Regions from separate parts of the Neogale vison genome. Here region 1 is linked to region 2. The links are chromatin contacts, called in public Hi-C maps. All regions are on one chromosome and are shown on one strand. The core of a region is the stretch at or near the end of the contact, and the rest is flanking DNA. Distances in the headings are between cores, read along the strand shown. Region 1 overlaps LOC122908796 (lipoma-preferred partner). Region 2 overlaps LOC122908796 (lipoma-preferred partner).

Evidence for each region. Hi-C and Micro-C count contacts between places; a contact is called where the count stands out from the background.
Region 1: a contact with region 2 is called in a Hi-C map of fibroblasts, with 5 times the contacts expected there. The contact joins two enhancer-like sites. A contact is called at or near these places in 3 of 3 Hi-C or Micro-C datasets (fibroblasts, muscle and tongue).

What each region holds. Positions count from the first base shown.
Region 1 is chr6:110,692,786-110,695,485 of ASM_NN_V1, reverse strand. The region is part of intron 5 of LOC122908796 (lipoma-preferred partner); the gene reads right to left. Among named protein-coding and RNA genes, the nearest start is that of BCL6, 530 kb to the right of the region's middle. Within about 2 kb of position 1,430, the one cell type or tissue checked has open chromatin away from gene starts, as enhancers often do. A contact at or near this core is called in fibroblasts, where this site is marked.
Region 2 is chr6:110,622,332-110,625,031 of ASM_NN_V1, reverse strand. The region is part of intron 2 of LOC122908796 (lipoma-preferred partner); the gene reads right to left. Among named protein-coding and RNA genes, the nearest start is that of BCL6, 460 kb to the right of the region's middle. Within about 2 kb of position 1,436, the one cell type or tissue checked has open chromatin away from gene starts, as enhancers often do. A contact at or near this core is called in fibroblasts, where this site is marked.

The DNA.
Region 1 (2,700 bases), core at 181-2,680, 70 kb before region 2:
CCTCTTTAAACACACAAGGACTCAGATGCCAGCACACAGTGATGGCCCCAGCCAGACAGCAAAGGCATATTGGCACCACTGTAATTTGTCCATTCACCAATATGCTTCCCGAAAAGCACCCATATGCTTTCTTTTAGCTTCCATATGCTTTTTTAGCAAGGAAACTAAAATATTTCATTAGTTTTGAGTAATTAATAATTACTTATTTCACAATAGTCACCCTCATTAAAACACGAAAATAACTGATTAAGCTGCAGGATCCTGGCTTTCAACTCAAGCTCTTTTCCTTTTTCCCTTTTTTTTTTTTTTTTTTAAATCTTCTCCTCTAGGAATTGAGTAACAGAGTAAAACAGCCAGTGTGGAAACGTCAGCGCGGTAGGAGAATGGGGAGTTCTCACATGCACAGCCCGGCGTGCCTCTCGACTGAGACATCATGGTTTAATGAAAAGAACATGGACTTTGTGAGCAGAAAGACTTGGGATCCAATCCCAGGTTGACCCCTGTGAGTCGTACTTCTGAGGAAATGAAAGGCGTTGAAAAGATAAAGGCTGCTGGATTCCTTCAAGCTGGCCTTCCATGATTCCCAGGGAGCCACTTCACAGGTTTCCCTCCCGCCATCGCAAGGCATGGGGAAGGCATGCCCCAAAAAGGCTGGCAGCATGCCAGCCACTGGCACCAGGCCATGGCCAATGGTCTTGACATTGATCTCAGGCATAAAACAATGCTTCTCCAGCTCTAATGAGCATAGGAACTACCTGGGGATCTTGTTAAAATGCAGATTCTGATTCAGGAGGTCTGCAGTGTGGCTTGAGGTCTGCATTTCTAACAAGCTCCCAGGTGATGCTGATGTCCCTGGTCTTCAGACCAAACTTTGAGAGAAGCCAGAGCCTACAAGGTACCAAGATGAAATCAAAAGTAGAATCTGGAGAAGGAGGACAAGGGTGCCTGTCTCTTCAGGCTACGATGGCCTCATCCAGTCCGGTTAACCATCATGCTGCCACGTACTGAACTTGTCCTCGCCAGAGTCCTGGCAGTATGGTCCTGGCAGTACCATTTCCATTCGACACACAACAAAACCGAGACCCAAAGAAATCAGGTCATGTACCAGAGGTCATGCAACGAAGAACACCAGATTCCCAATCCAGGTGTGTTGGCCTATCGAGTCTATCTGCTATGCATCAGGCAGTGGAAGACAGAAAATCTTAGGTGGACACTACCACAGAGGCTGGTATTAAGTCTGCTTTCTCCTTTGCCTCTGTTTCCCCACAGCTGAGGTGAAGACATGGCACCTGACAATCTCTGGGGCCTCTCCGACCCTCTGACACCACCTTTCACTCTCAGAGCTCCCAGGTCCACTCACAGGGGGTCACTGAGCAGGAAGCATTAGCTTCACACATGTGGCAGACATTATATCTTGGCACGATCCAAATTCTAGCTGCTCACATCTGCATTTGTGCTGATTCGTGCATGGTCAGAAGTCTATCTCTGTTTAAAAAAATCCCACGCTCAGTCTAACAGAGAGACGTTAATACGCAGATTCCCCAAAGCACTGACATTCCAATCCAGCTGATAACTCACAGCTATCAGGGTACTGGGACTCTAATCTGTTTTGTCTCTTCCTCATCTCACCGACAAAAATGAAGAAATTAAGACCACTAACCTGACAGAGCTTGAAGAAAAAGGAAAAAAAAAAAAAAAGAGCTATTTACAATGCATTTTATACAACTATCCAACATGTTTTAGTCTGACTTGAGGTGCCAGATAAGCATTTAATTAATAATTTATCATTTGAATGATTCAGGATATGTGATCTTGTCCCTCTCTGAACTCCCACAGCACACATGGACTGCACTCCTCTGGGATCCACGGACCGTTTTCTACCTGGGATGTCTATGGTTTCTAGAATTTTCGTTGTCCCTATGCATATTCAGTATGACTCCCCAGAGGCACTCACATATTTGGGACCAGATCTGGATTGGAATCCAGACTTTGTTATTTATTAGCTGTATGACTGGACAGATTACTCAATCACTCTGATCTCAGCTTCTGTACACGAAAAACGGACAAAAAAAATAATTTTCTGTTTTGCCAGATTAAGTGAAATAATATATAAAAATGGCTATCCTTTACTGAATCTGGGTTAGAAGTAGTTTGAGTGAGTGAGAGTGAGTGAAGCGAGCAGAACAGCAGTCTCAATGTTAAAATATCACTCAACAGTTTGAGACATTGAACTGTGCAGGTCACACTCATAAACAAGGCTGAGGCTCCGAGGAGAAACACAGGTGAACTACAAAAAATCTAGCAGCAACAGAAAATGTAGCCAAATGTCATCTTGGGCCTTCCTTATCAAAGAATGCCTTCTGCTTAACCTAGAATCTACACTGGCCTTCAGAAGCCCTAGAAGCCTCCTAAAATTATAGCCAACATTCTATACAGATGTGCATTTTCTAACTATTTCATAGATTTACCTGAATTCTTTAATATTCCATAATCCTCTTCCGACGCTGCCACCTACCCCCCACCCAACACACACAGGCATCACACAAGAGTTAAAAACACCTTAAAAAACCTTAGACAAGTCCCTTGACAAAAAGAGACCTTCCCATGGTGCGGGGGGGGGGGTGATTTTAATATTTAAAAGCTGAGGGAGGCAAACACACTGTTTAAAACCTCCATGGGCAGTGAAAGTTAAGATAATGA
Region 2 (2,700 bases), core at 187-2,686:
CCAAAAGCAAATACAGGGGCGCCTGGGTGGTGCATCCAACCCTTGGTTTTCCACTCAGGTCATGATCTCAGGGCCGTGAGTTCAAGCCCTGCATTGGGCTCTGTGCTCAATATGGAGTCTGCTTAGGATTCTCTCTCTCCCTCTCCCTCTGCCACTCCTGCTAGTTCTCTCTCTCTCAAATACATAAATAAATCTTTAAAAAAAAAAAAAAAAGCCACCTGAAAAATAGCTTGACTGCCATGCTCCTCCTTCCAGCAATGTTCCTGAGACAGAGGCCATAGCCCAGAACACCCTCCCCCCACAACGTGTCAAGGATTCCTGTAAACTGCCACTCGGCATAGAACCAATGAATAATAATGAAGGGCTAGCCAGGGGTACCCTGACTCACAAGCCAGGCATGGCCCAGTGAGGAGGCCCAGGGAAGAGTCACCCAACGTGACCAAGCGAAAAGGCCTTCATCGCATAGACTTTCATAGCCAGCGTGAGGAAGCAGTAAGGGCTATGTTTCCCTCTGGGCCACATTTCTTCATCGACATAGGTCCCACTTTCTCACTGTTGAGAGACATCCGGGGGGCAGGAAGTTTAAAGAAGGCAGTACAGTGGTCCTAGGGGCTGCCAGCAGTCTTGACGTGCCTCGGGACAGTGGTTTTCAAAGTGGGTTCCCCAGAGGCACAGGGTTCCGGAAAGATAAGTGGGCCCGGTGTGGAAGCTTATTGGATCTTCCAAATGTAACCACAGCACCCCCATGAACTACCCTGTGGTTATCTCCTATCCTGGGATTTCACATCACACATCATGAGCAGCTGGAAATAGGAGTCCACAAAGGAGAAAACCCAAAGAGCCTACTGTCCAAAGTCATACAGCCAGTATATGCCTTCCTGGAGGAAGGCGTGGGAATGACAGGCTAGTGAGAAACAAGCAGGGAAAGTAGATAAGAAAACTCCAGAGAGATCAACCCAGCACCCCCAGAAGGCTGGAGCTCTCTAGAAAGATCTGAGAAGGAAGAAGCGAAGGATGATGGGAGCCAGGCAGAACAGAACATCCCAGGTCTGGAACTCCGTCCCTTCTCTCCTCTGTGCTCATGTCTGGGACTTCACTCCCAAGCGAACCACCCTGGGAGAAAGGCCTTCCTGCTTGGTGCTGGGATCTGGAAGGGGAGGGGAAAAGCTGCCCCAGAGGGCAGCACGCACTTTTATTCTTTCTCTGACGATGCGTACGGCACACTGGCCCCTCGGCAGGGGGAGAAAGACCTCTGAGACAACCACAGACTTGAGCTTTTCATTCCTCCATCTTTACACAGGCCAAATAGGGATAAGGGAGCCACATCAACCCCAGAGCTGTCTGGCAAAAGCACAGGGAGGGCCTCCAATCTGCTTAGTAACAGCAATAGAAAGTGCTAAATGAGTGAGTCAAGAAATATTTCTGGAAGAGCTATTCAACTGGAATGCTTGGAGAGCCACCCGCATTGCAATAACTCGATCTGTCCTCATCTTTTAGCACACGCACGAGCCCGGCTTGAAAAAGGGACTTCACGGCTCCAGAGGCAGCCAAATAAATAAATAAACACGCAGCAATCTCTCGGCGGCTTACTGAAGTTACCGGGAAGAAAGTTATGTCCGCAATAAGGATGTGATTTCATTCTTCTCTCCCTGTCTCCTTTCGCATCTTTTCCCCAACCACTTTTGGTAGTGAGCAGTTTGTCACGCATCCAAGGGAAGCGACACAGCCTCCTGCGTGGCCGATCCATCTAAAAAACATATCATCTGTCTGTGCGGCAGAAAGCCCAGTTGGAATAAGCAAGTTCTGTGCGTTCAACTAGAAAACACTTCTTGTTCTCGCTGTCAAAATAATTCTGTATTAAACTTCTGGGATATGTGACTAATGTGCCTGGAACCTTTTGGAGCGACTGGTTTATTTATTTTAGGGAGGGGAGCGCGGCTGCTGGCAGCGGGGGTGGTGACAGAGAAAGAGGAGGAGGAGGAAGAGAAGAGGGGAGGAATGGGAAACAGGAACAGGCAGAGAGGGGCTGCCCGGAGAGCTCGAGCAGCAGCCCCTGGAACCAGCACTGCCAAGCTGCTTCCCCCAGAAGCATCTCGAGAAGGAGCCGGGCCAGGCCAGGAGAGAGAAGAGAAGACAGATAAAGGTTGGCAGTGCACACTTCCCAGAGTCAAGGTTGCCCAACAGTTCCTCAAAAGACTCGGAAAATGAAAAAGTCAAAGCAAAACAAAACACACACACACACTTCACCAGAGTAATCCTATCACAGTTCCTTCCAAAACCCATAAAAGCTCCCTACTGCTTACAGGAAAAAGCCCCAAATACAATAGAGGCACATGTTAAACTCCAATGATGTGACGGCAATGCCTTCTCCGAGCGCACCTTCTAGACTCAGCCTGCCATCCCCAGTCCCTCTGCAGATTCGCACGCCTCTGCGGATCCCTCCCTCTCGAAGACACAGCTCTCCTCCCTTGTTGATCACAGCCTAGCAATCTTTCAAGACCTAGAACAGCAAAGCCTGCCCCACTGGCAGCCAATAGACCCCGTACTCTCTGCACGCTTGTAACTCCGGTGTTGATCGGAGCTGGCAGCCTGCCTCCAGGTACCCATGGCTTGCTGGCACACCTGTCTGCCCACTCCCTTGCCCACCCTCTCTCCCTGGAAACCAGCCTCTCCGAAGCACCCCCAGTGTGCGTGCACACA